2 separate regions of the Hordeum vulgare genome follow, and region 1 is linked to region 2. A link is a contact called in public Hi-C data. All regions are on one chromosome and are shown on one strand. The core of a region is the stretch at or near the end of the contact, and the rest is flanking DNA. Distances in the headings are between cores, read along the strand shown.

The links. A called contact is a pair of places that touch in the nucleus more often than the background predicts.
Region 1: a Hi-C map of seedling shows a contact between it and region 2, with 3 times the contacts expected there. The contact joins the promoter of LOC123395959 here to the promoter of LOC123398416 in region 2. A contact is called at or near these places in 1 of 6 Hi-C or Micro-C datasets (seedling) and 1 of 1 datasets of contacts at active chromatin or transcription factors (embryo).

Annotation. Positions count from the first base shown.
Region 1 is chr5H:418,270,056-418,276,322 of MorexV3_pseudomolecules_assembly, forward strand. It overlaps LOC123395959 (enhanced ethylene response protein 5), which reads right to left and starts at 3,838. Exons shown (of 12, transcript XM_045090982.1): 1 at 3,417-3,838; 2 at 3,232-3,325; 3 at 3,060-3,149; 4 at 2,190-2,255; 5 at 1,928-2,017; 6 at 1,764-1,820; 7 at 1,578-1,639; 8 at 1,406-1,493; 9 at 1-30. The coding sequence starts at 3,715.
Region 2 is chr5H:417,856,533-417,863,000 of MorexV3_pseudomolecules_assembly, forward strand. LOC123398416 (U-box domain-containing protein 39-like) reads right to left here and starts at 1,577. Exons shown (of 1, transcript XM_045092890.1): 1 at 1-1,577. The coding sequence starts at 1,507.

The DNA.
Region 1 (6,267 bases), core at 2,588-5,087, 420 kb after region 2:
TCTCCTCAGTGAGGTCACAATATCTGCATACTGAAAGGTTAAATTACCACTTGCACAAGTCAAAATGGTTCCGGGAAATCTCCAAGTAGTAAAGTCACAACACAGTTAAGGTATATGACCTCGGCATCAAAAGAGCATCTTTATGAAACCGAATATATAAATTCAAGGCAACAGCATATTTCGCAAAAGTAATAAAAGAAACAATATGAATCAATCACTTACACAAGATAGAGGATACGAACTACAGCAAGAAATTTAAGTTATCCATATGGAAAACAGGAGTATATATTTAAGACAAGCAATCACCGTGCAACTATGATAATATCACACGGCAATAAAAGCAAAGCTGGCCTCTTAATACTTTGGATTCTTTTTCTCAAGAGATTGATCATTAATTTGTATAACAGACAAAATCTTATCATTAATAAATGATCCCTAGGCTAAGTCTTAGGCTGGCCATAGTGGGAGTAACTTAGGTAGTATCATGTACTTGGGACTAGCGAACATGCTGATGTGGCAGCTAATTAAAGATGAGAGAGAAGGTTAGAGTAACATAGGTAGATACTGTAACATGTTAAATGCTATGCTACTATGTGTCATGCATGTCAATAAATGAAGTCATCTATGATACTAGTTTATGATATTATGCATTATGGAGGTAGTATCATACAATAGTATCATATGCACGATACTACTATATGATACTCCCCACTATGGCCAGCCTTATCATAACATGTGACTAATCATTGTTCTCAGGGGGCAGGAACCTAACGAATGCCAATTAGATTCCATTTAGCGTAAATAAATGTTGATAAGGTTCTGATAAAGTTAATCGTGGTTCTCAAAAGGTTCACAAATCTTATGTGTACTGTAGATTTCCCAACCTTTTGTCATATCTAATCCCATATAGACCATAGGGTAAGAGATAATACTAAAAAGTTGACACGTCCAGATTAACTTGTTAATCATGTCGAAGAATTGGTAAGCTAAACATAGAACGCTCATATACTCACGAGACTTCATGTTAATGAAATGTACTTATACCAGTAGAGTATCCAAATGCACTCAAATTGCTGCCACATTATTCCTCTTTGTTGTCTACCAGTCCCACCCAAATGTTAGTAGGTCTTGCTTCTTGAAAATTGAAGGTCAACACACTGACATGGCATCAGCATCAGAGCCTATGGCCTAGTGTTCTACCCTAATTGTTCACATATGGAGTAGTAAGTGTAAATTAAATCAAAACAAAAGAAACAAATGATGTTCATGGGAATATCTGTGAACAACTAAGATAAATGTCTCTGCAATTGGAAATGGTGGTACCGAATAAACTACATATATTGCATTCCACAATCTCCTTCATATTCACATTAGTAAACAAAGAGTACGAGGATATAATATATACCTCAAGCAGATTGTACTTCTCCAGGAGGCTCCTCCTTGGCAAAACACCAATTGACAGCTTCACAGGGATTAGAAACTTCAAAATTTTCCTACAAAAGAACTGACCATTAGTAGTTCCAACAAATGTGCACCCCACAAATCACAAGCTACAAAACACCCCTTAATATAAATACCTCAAATTTGATTCGCTTTGAGGATTACAATGCATCAAAGCATAAGTTAGTTTCTGATCAGCCTGATTTAAACCAGAACAAAAAAATTATATTAGCAGCCTCATTGTTTCATAGTCGAAATAACTTAGCATAGCAGAATATACAAAAAAATGTTCACACAGAAGGAGAGAGAGTGAGAGAACTTACAACAAGAAAATTCTCATTAAACACCTCCAAGCGACCAGTATAATACATATAAGTGACCTGTGCCGTCATGAATAATCAAGATTATTATTAGATCAACATACATGTTAATATAATGCCTTGTGTTGATAGAGAAGAGAGACCATGACTTTTACTACTTATCTTACCTTATCTTTCACTGGAAAATCTTCAAAATCAAAATTCCTAGCTGTTTCAATACTCCTTATGACACTACGGCAAAGGTTAACAGTACCAAGCTGCATAATTTGAGCACCAAGTGTTAGCCCGTCGTATCTTAAATCATGTTGGGATTCTAGTGCATACTACACTTCAGCCACACTTGGTATGCTATCTATACACTGTTTGTGCTTTCTTAATAATAGTACTGAAGTTACAGATTAGACGAAAACATTGCAGTGAATAACCTACCCTGAAATAAATTTTAAACAGCTGGCAGGTAACATACAGTGCCCCAACGCGCTTAGGTCCTTTAACCTGTAAGGTTGGAGATTCACCAATAACCAAGAGTCAGAATCTTTAGAATATATCCATTTTAATAAAGGAAAGCTTGCATCAAGGAAGTATAATTGCTGCATGTTCGGTTGGAAGAGTCACATCACCTATCCAACAATTATAGCATATACACGAAAAATAGCTATCAGAAGAGAATTCATTTTATGCATAAATATGACAGATGATAAGTGGCTGAGGCAGGAATTAGAGGCCATGGCGGGAGTGAGGCAATAATGCACCAATATTGACAAGAGGGACCAAATGTGCAAACAGTAACATTATGCAACTTCAGAGCAGTTTCTATGCAAAAAAAAAAAAAAAAAAACACCACCCTCTAGGTTGATGTAAATGCATCAGCTTCTCCTCTTCTGGCAACATCTGTCGTTTCCAAACAAGAGGGCATGTGCAGTACAGAATGTTTCAACATGTCACGCTTGAAGCCTTAGGCAGAACCACAACCTTAAACACCAAGTAAGCTACAACTACTCCAATGCAATTTTCTCTGTGTGCGTGCTTAGATGATCTTACTATCTACCGACAAGAGCCAATTATATTCTTAGGCACATGGTAACCACTGGTATCTAGTCAAGCATAGGTGCTACAAAGTAAAACCTTGTCTGCCCTTTGTGACAAGAAAATAATGTTCACTTTTGCTAAGCACCTCTTTGAGGCACCTGCATTGCACAAGCTCATCACAAGCAATTTCCTTCAATTCGAATCAGACTCTTGCTACTTCATATTACCATTCAAGAATGCAGACAAAACAAAGCTTTCAGAATTCCATACCGCAAGTGCCCCGAAAACCTTCATCAGGAAGGACCCAGCAGCCTGCAGCTTGTCTGGGTTCTTCCCGCTCATCACAAGCTCTCTATCTGCCTACACCAAGATTATAAGCAAGCAGACATGAGCCCCAAAACCTCAGGTTTACAAACCCAAACCAACCGACCACCCAGCTCACCTTCTCAGCTAGCAGCCTGATCTCAAGCGCCACTATGTGCATCGCCTCCATTGCCCAAGGAGTCTCCCAGTTCCGGAACTCCTGCAGGAACGCGCTGCAACCAAAACCACATCAAATCCTCTAAAAATTTGAATAAATTCATCCAAATTGTTCGGAAGGAGTGCAGAGAGGAAGGCAGCACGAACCTGGCAGCCTTCTCGAAGGAAGAGTAGGCGTCCCCGAAGCGGCGGAGGGAGTGAGAGTGAATGGCGCGGAGGAGCAAGGGGAGGAAGTCGGAGAGGTGGGGGAAGCGGTCCGCGGCGAGGCGGGCGAAATCCGGAAAAGCGGCGAGCGCGTCGGAGAGCGGAGTGGAGGCAGGCGCCGAGGAGATGGCGAGGAGAGAGGCGAGGTCGGCGCCGTCGGACTGAGAGATAGCGACGTCCAAGCGGGAGAGGTAGTCGGAGATACGGCGGTGCGCCTCGCCCATGCTCAGGTACGCCGCCATCTCTGGTGCGGCGGCGGCGGGAGCCGCGCGGGTGTTGGGGTTTGGGCTTGGAGGTCACCGACGGTGTGGAAGAAACCAGTATGAGTTCGATCTGATGGGGGTAGTTCTGGTCTATGCAAGCTGGTGACGATCACCAATCTTCGCCGTCGAGTGAGAGAAATCGATGGTTGAGATTAACTGATAAAATCATAGTAAGGTTTGGCTTGGTTTGCTCATTGCTACCATCTCCGCCCCTCTCAGGCGAGGTAAAACAACTTTTTTTTTACAAAAGTACAATCGAAGTCGTTTAATATACAAGCGTACATTCATTCCTATAAACGCACGCATGCACATCCTATCCCTATGAGCATCTTCGAAAAACTAAGCCGTCACATCATCTTGAGATTGACGAAGACGCCACTCACGCCTTCGTTGTCGAGGTAAAACAACTTCGAGGGTGAGTTTACTTTTATTTTCACTAGCACAAGGGCCGGTGCGTTGTAACAAAAAAATCATATTTTTTAATAATCATGATTATATTTTGCTACATCATCGAAATACACTATTACTTTTAATTTTATGAGATCATGAACAATTTTTAAAATCATAAATAGTTTTTTAAAATCGTGCACATATTTGAAATCATGAACGAAATACTATTACAAATTTCCGAACATCTTCTAAAATCGGGAATATTTTTGAATTCATGAACATTTTAAGCTATTTGCAAACAACTTTTAAAAAATATGTTTTTTTAATCCATAACTAGCAAACATTTCTAGAATTGACGAACATTCTATAGAAATTTGGTGAAATACTAGTGGGTTATTGCTTCTCCGAGTACGTCATGTAAATTACTCCAAAAGTTGCCAAATATACACACCACACCCATGACCCTTCATCTTAGTGGGACGTGTGGCACGCATGCATCACATGTGGCAGCCCACTGCCTCCTAACTGAAGCGACGAGTGCGGGAATTTGTTGCGATGAGGGCGTTAAAAGATAAGAATAAAAATTTAAACGTTTGATTGGATTTGTCTTCGACGGCCAAGGATGTCGTGAAGACAATCAACACATGTCAAGTAGAATGCATATGTATGGAGTTGAACTGTCTTAGAAGAGATAAGCATAGATGAGATGTGCGGGTTCGATCACATTTGCCTAGATAAAAATTCAAAGATATAGCTATATGGAAGATGTTGTAGAGGACTGAAGTCCAAAATATCAAATATGATATTATTCAAACAACAAGTGTTAAGTTCAAAAACAAACACACAATATAAAGATAAACTCAGTTTCTTGAAGACATAGATAAAAATGCGAAGATAAAAGTAATGTCTTCAAGAGTGGTTGGTGGCGCTGGCCACCGCATAAGAATATTTGACCTAGACACGACGCACAAGTATCATGACGCTCTAAAGTCATATTCTTCGTTAATATATTCAAACTTAGAGTGTACGTCTTCATGAGTTGAAGACATACGTTACTTCATGTGTTGTGCACCAAAGTCATCAAAGTGCATAAGGATTAGGATGTGTGTCCATTCACTGGATATTTGAGGATTCTAAGATATTTAGCACAAACCGTAACTTGCAAAACCTCTTCACATCTAAAGGCTTCATGAAGATATCAGCCAATTGCTCTTCTGACTTCGCAGGCTCGATGATGATGTTCTGTTCAACACATGATCACGAAGAAAATGATGGTGTATCTGAATGTGTTGTCTCCTAGTGTTGTACTAAGTTGTAGGCGATCTTGATAGCACTCTCATTATCGTAGTAGAGTGGTACTTTCTTTTTGTTGATTCAGCGGCAATGTATTCGGCTTAAGCATTGGAGAGTGACACACAGTTCTGCTTTTTCAAAGACCAACATACAAGAGATCGAGACAGAAAGTGACATGTGACTGATGTAGACATGCGATCAACTCTGTCACCTGCAAAATCTGAATCTGAATAGCCAATAAGATCAAATTTCGAGTCCTTTGGATAACGCAATCCTAGCGTAGGGGTGTGATCCAAATATCGAAGTATTCGCTTCACACCAAGGTGATGCGTATTCTTTGGTGTCACTTGAAATCGGGCACACATGTAAATGCTAAGCATTATATTTGGCCTAAATGCACATAAGTACAATAAAGATCCAATCATGGAGCGATATACCTTCTGATCAAAATCTTTACCGTTTTCGTCAGTGCAGAGGTGGCTGTTTCTTGGCATTAGCGTTTTTGTATCCCTTGCAATCTTGCATACCAAATTTCTTGAGGCAGTCTTTGAGGTACATCTCCTGAGATGTGAAGATGTCATTTGGTTGTTGATGTATCTGAAGCCCTAGAAAGAACTTCAGCTCTCCCATCATCGACATCTGATATTGCTCTTGCATCATGAAGCTAAACTCATCACTATATCGATTGTTAGTACATCCGAAGATAATGTCATCAACATAGATTTGACATACAAATCGTTCACCATCATGTGATTTAGTGAAAAGAGCATGATCGAGTGAACCAGGCTTGAAGCCTTTCTCCTTAAGAAATCCCTATAGAGTGTCATACCAAGCACGTGGTGCTTGCT
Region 2 (6,468 bases), core at 327-2,826:
GCATGGCGCGCAGCGTCTTCCTCGCCATCTCGCGCCGGACGCCGCCGGGGGTCCCCTCCTCGGCCACGCGGCGGAGGGCCTTGTCCGCGCCGGCTGCGCGCGCCAGGCCGCGGAACCGGAGGCTGCCGCGGCTCAGCGCGTAGATCGCCGCCACGCACCACTCCTCCAGCTCGGCGACGTCGTGGGAGGAGAGGAGGATGCCGGACACGGCCGCGACGGCGCCCGCGTCCATCAGCGAGGCGCGGCCCTCCGAGCAGCCGCCCACGTTGCAGATCACCATGAGGGCCAGCTTGCGGATGGGCGTGGGCTCGGCGGCGCTGGACGCGACGCTGAGGAGCGCCTTGGATGCCCCCGGGAAGCGGGCGACCTTGGACTGGTTGACGGCGGCCAGCGAAAGGTGGTAGATGGCCATCCCGGCGTCGCGGCGCGCGCGCGGGTGGTGGGCGGGGGAGGTCAGGAGGTCCAGCAGGGGAGGCACCGCGCCCAGCACGCCGATGGCGGCGCGGTTCTCCTCGTTGAGCGCCAGGCCGAAGAGCGCGCCGGCCGCGTGCTCGCGCGCCTCCGGCGCCGAGCCGCCGGAGCGGAGCACCTCGACGAGCGCCGGTACGGCGCCCGCGCGGACGATGCGTACCTTGTTCACCGGCTCAAGCGAGAGGTTGACCAGCGCCGCCGTCGCGTCGACCCGCGCGGAGGCGTGCCGCGGGATTAGCAGCACGCGGCGGAGGGCCGCGAGCAGCCGCGGCGTGCAGAGCGCAAGCCGACGCTCAGCGCTCTCCCGGGTGGCGTCCCGGAGGACGGCCAACGCCGCCGCCACCTCTCCATCTTCGTCCGCGTCCATCACCGTCGCGACCACCTCATCCTCCAACGGGTCTACCGGCAACTCCAGCTGGGTCACTTCCTTGGCCGCCTCCTTGACTGGCTTCGCAGCCGCATCGTCCTCCGCGGGTGTGATCTCCGAGGACGACGTGTACGTGGACGTCGACGCGGCGGAGGCCGGGGACGAGTAGGACGAATTGGACGAGCTCGCCATCGCCGCCCGCCTGGTCCTAACAGACTTGGCGTCGGCCGCCGCGGCCGCGGCAGGAGGCATCGCGCGGAGCACGGCCTCCCGGACAGCTTCCTTGGACGGCGGCCTTGGCGCCGCGAGGCCGGAGCGGGCGCACCAGGTGCCGATAGCCGCCTTGAGGGCGGAGTTTGGTATCATGGCATCGGAACCCGAGCCGGCGCCGGGGGGCAAGAAGGAGAGGTCGGAGCAGGCCTGGAGGCAGGCGCGCTCGTACGTCTGGCCGGAGGGCAGGATGACCGGGTCGGCCATGAGCGCGCCCGAGAGCGGGCAGACGAACTCCGGCGGCGCGGCCTCCTCCCACTTCCGCTCCGGCCCCGGGTCCGCGGCCGCCGCGGAGCGCGCGGGCGAGTAGGGGGCCGGCGGCAGGGACTTGGAGGAGGGGGAGGAGGGCGCGCTGCGTTGGAAGGGGAACCTCCAGCGCCGTGGACGCGCGGCACCCATGAACCCGCGCGGCTACTATTTAGCGGCGGCGGGGGCGGGGGCGGCGGAGGGAAGCTGCTTTTGTGGCTTGGGCGGGCATTTGTTTTAGGGAGAATGGTTGCTTTTGGGGTTTGGGTGCTTTGTGGCTTGGCCGGGAGTGAGTGAGTGAGGTGGTGTGGTCGTGGTTTTATGCGCCGGGAGAGAGAGAGGCGAGACAGGGGAAGAACCTTAGCCTGGAAGGGAGCCGAGCGATGTGGGTGCGCGCGCGCTGCTTTCGGCTTTGTTTAACTGCCGCGGCTCGTGTGAGAGATAATTGCATCTATCATCCTTGAATTGGCGGCGAGCTCCAATTCAGTCGAAGAAAGTTAAAAACTGCTTCAGTACGATCCTCATACACGGAAATATGTTACCAATACGGTCTTGAATCTTGGAGAACGAGTCCCCTCTCTATGGGTCCCCTCTCTATGCGTCGCCGTGTGGCCCATCTGTCAGCGAAGACCCCACTTGTCAGCGCTAACCCCACTCACCTCCTTGTCTGTTCTCGATCCCCTGTCCTGTCTTCCCCAATTGAGAGCGAGAGGCGAAAGACGGCGATCAACCACGGCGGCAGATGAACGGCGAGCAGGCATTTCGATGATAGTCCGTGCGGTGGCGGAAGCGACAGTGATGGCGCCGCAACCTGTGGGGCGGAGTTCGTCAAAGATGAAGGGCCCTCGACGGCGTCCCGACGGCGAGGCGGCTTCAACCTATGGTATGATTCGTTGATAGCACATAATGTGATGTGTTTTTTGGCCCAATAACCTGCATTGTGTCGATTAGGTCCTGTGCATAAATTATGTGATTTGTACATGTCGATTTGCTGTCGTTTGTGAGGAATTGTGCTTGGGTTTGAACTTTTACTGAATGTTTTGTTGTAGCGAAGGAGAGTGGATATTTCAATGTCGAAGTGATTCATGGTGGGGTTTTCTTTGGTAGTGGGTTGAATATGTGCTATTTCGATGGCAAGAAGGTTTGTTATGATTATTGTCATGTGGAATTAGTATACTACAGTATGTTTGAAGAAATAGTTGAGCACTTGGGGTATGAAAAGGAAGAAAGAATTCATATCTATTGGCTGCCCCCTGGTTGTCACATTAATGGAGGTGCTGAAACTCTGTTGTCCAATGATGCTGACTTAGATGCTATGTATCTTCAGATGAATATAAGGCATAATTTCCAAATGATATATCTTGATCGTTTGGATAGCCATATTTCTGGTGGAGGTTCTAAATGGGATGATGTTGTGGCTAATCGAGTAGCAGAATTTCCTACTGTTTTCAGTCCCATAAAGAAGCCAAGCAGTGCAAATGAAAGCAACACATCTTGTAGTGCTGTGGATGAAACTCATGAAATTCAGAGTCATGACCAAGAGATCTCTCATGACCAATTCTTTGTGAGACTGAGACCAAGAGCACATAAGTTGGAAGAGGAGGAAGAACAATATGCAGATTCAGAATCAGCTGACAGTGATTATATTCCTGAGATTATTGACAGTGATTGTGACTTGGAGGATGGGGATGAAGATTTGTTGCAGGAGCAGCTGCATCCAGTGCAAGACAAGAAAGGGAAGAAGGTGGTTGAAGATTGCAACTCTTAAGAAGAGGAATTGGATGGTCCAGATTTTGATGAAGATGAAACAAAATTCAATTTCAAACCTTTTACAGCTGCACACATGCTGAGCCTAAGTTCCATGCAGGCCAATTGTTCTCTTCAGTGGTGCTTTTGAGGAAAGCAGTCAGAGAGTACAATTGCAAATAGAGGGTAAACATCAAATTCCCAAAGAACGACAAAATAAGGCTTTGTGCTAAGTGTGAGAAAGGCTGCCCATGGTATCTATATGCATCTTGGGACAATATGACAAATGCTGTAATGGTGAAGACATTCAATGGTCAGCACACTTGTGAGAAGAAGTGGCAAATTACAGCCTTTACAACTAGGTACATTGCTTCAAAATATGTGGACAAGATTAGGGCATGTGAGAAGATTTCACTAAAGGCCTTAGCAGGTTTTGTGCAAGAAGATTGGAACATGACAATTAGAAGGGGAAAGCTTGGGAGAGCTAGGAAGATTGCATATGATATTATATATGGAGATGAGATCAAACAATATAACTTGTTGTGGAACTATGCAAATGAAGTGAGAGATCAAATCATGGAAGTACTTTCTTTGTTGAGCTTTCAGATGAGGTGTAGTTTCAGAAATGTTACTTCTCATTTGATGCATGCAAGAGGGGGTTCTTATCTGCTTGTAGACCTATTATTTTCCTAGATGGTTGCCACTTGAAGACACAATATGGTGGTGTTCTATTAAGTGCAGTTCAGATGGATCCAAATGATTGCATATTTCCTGTGGCTCATGCAGTAGTGCAAAGTGGCTACTTTGGATGAGTCATGGAGCCACGCCATTACCTCGAGCTCCCGTCGGTTCTTTGGCGGTATCATCTCTATCAGGTCACCACCCAAATCCTTCAGAAGACCTTTAACTGACTGCATTGACCAAGCTTGATCTGGAAGCCCTTTGAAACTTACCTTCGTCTTGTACTCGAGACCAACCTGAGTGGCTCGAATATCTCTGACCCATCGGTAAATTGGATCCACTAGCGGCAGCACTTGAACTTCATTGATGATTGTAGCACCAGCTTACACTTCTCCTCCGTCGAGAAAAACATCCACAAGTCATGCGGGGGGCACGCTACCTGGATGCTCACCTCCGACGGCAGGACGCCATAGCATGCCTTGATGCTGGCCAGGAGAGCCGCCGGCGTCACAACCTCCTCGCCGTCTCCAAGCGCACTAGCCAGAATAACGAACTGGCGGGAGCGAGCCTCCAGCGCATCCATCGATAGCGTCCGTGCCAGCAGGACGTGTCTCCTCTCTAGACGGAGACAAGGCTCACCACGATGCCAAACCTCCTGTGGGTAAGCCCTCTCCAGCAAGTTGCGGCTCGATCCATCACCGGCGACGACCGTCGCCGCCGTACTTCGGCCGTCTTCGCTCTCCACGCTCGAGCCACTCATCACTGGAGGGGGTTGCGGGTTGGATTTGGGGATTTTTCCCCCTCGAACTGGCTCACCTCCTCTTATCCACTCTGCACTGACAGGTGGGGTCTCCGCTAACGGGTGGGCCACGCGGTGACGTGTCATACGTGGTATTCGTGATACGTAGCTGGCGCGTAGAATGGGGACTGGCTCTCCCAGATCCAGGACCGTATTGGTAACGTATTTCCATGTATGAGGATCGTATTGAAGCAGTTCTCAACTTCCAGGACTGGATTGGAGATCGCCGCCAACTTCCGGGATGTTAGGTGCAATTTTCTCCTCGTGTGATGGTGGCTCGCCTGCGGCATACGGTTGCAGCCAGACGGTTGTGAGCTCAGAAATCAGGGCGTGTCGTCTTGACGTCTTTCCAACTGTTCGATGGAGAGTCAAACATCTACTCCGTCCATTTTAAACACTACACAATATTTGAGGCATCTGCAAAATCTCCTAAAATGTACACCGTAGACTAATCCATACACGAGCCGGTCATCCAACCGTATCTTCTAAATGTTCGTCTCGGTTTGATTATCCTTCCTTCCAAATGCCTACCAGCATGACTATAACTAAAGTGTGATATTCATAGCACCCTATCACAATCAAAAATAGATGAATGTTTGGTGTTTACATATGTCTGTTCACAAATAATTTAGTGTCACAGTCCACATTGAAAAGGCATTTCGGCCCTCCCACATCGGTTGTTCGAGCCTCCAAACTCATTCTATCGTCACCTGCTCGTCAGCATATGCCTCCGTCTCGGCCACTTCCATCTTACCCGTCAAGAGCTCCAACATCCTAACACGAACAACGCGCGCACGACCATCGCCGCATCAACATCCAACTCATCCATCCTCATGGTCAACTCTTGGTATCCTCTAAGCGGCCGCGAGCTCAACCTTCTTTTCTTCGAGTTTGATCTTGTTCTCTTCGAGGTTGATTTTCTTCGCAGTCGTCATCAAGACGTTGAATCTCCCAAGTTCTCCCCCCCTTCATGTCATAGCGCTTGACCCATGTCCCATCCTTCTTGGCTAAGATGTTCTTGAACCTCTCTTTTGTTGTGCCGGTTGCATCGTTGTAAGTGCATCTAGTGCCCCCTTGGTGACTTTGGTGTATTGAAGACTTATAGGTTAAGAGACTAATATGTCTGTGAGTGTAAAGATGCTCTATAAGTTGCTGAGGAGTTTGATATATCCGAAGAATGCTGACCCCTAAACATGAATGTCTTCAACTGAAGACTTTGATATTTTCCTCAAGACTTTGAAAGTGAGGAAATTGGTGTGTCCTTGAAGATACTGATGCGAGGACTATGAAGTGTGAAGAATTTTGTTTTTGTAGTTTCATTTCCTTTCTGTTGAGTCATACGAACATCGTACTGTTAAAGGGGTCAAGGTAATACTAAGGAAAATTTTCCAAGTGATGCTCATCTCAAAGCCTACACATAACCAATCCTTCGAGTGAAGCCTTTGGAAATCTCTTGCAGTTCAGTCAAATTCTTTAGTGACACACACGGTGTTCTTCTGGTCTATGAGGAAATTGGTCTGACTAAGTAGTTAGGATTTCGCGAGGGCGAATTGCCTACAAGTGAGGAACAAGATAGATTTGAGGACTTTCATAGTTCAAAGGTTTCGATCGTTGTTGTACTTCTCGCCATCTGTCCCTAAGATCTTATCCACATAACAGTCATATCATTGCGGACATTTATGTCTTATCATGTCGGGTTGCACATGGCTAAAAATAGCCGCCCCCATAACCACTAGTTGGTTGGCTGCTCCAAGAAAGAACTTGACACTTGTTATTTGAGAGCAACCCATCCTCCGAAGACTTTCACAGAAAATCATCAGTGAGGAAAAACCCAAAAACCCAAAATCGAAAACCCAAAGTGATTGAGCATCACTAAAGAGATTCTTCC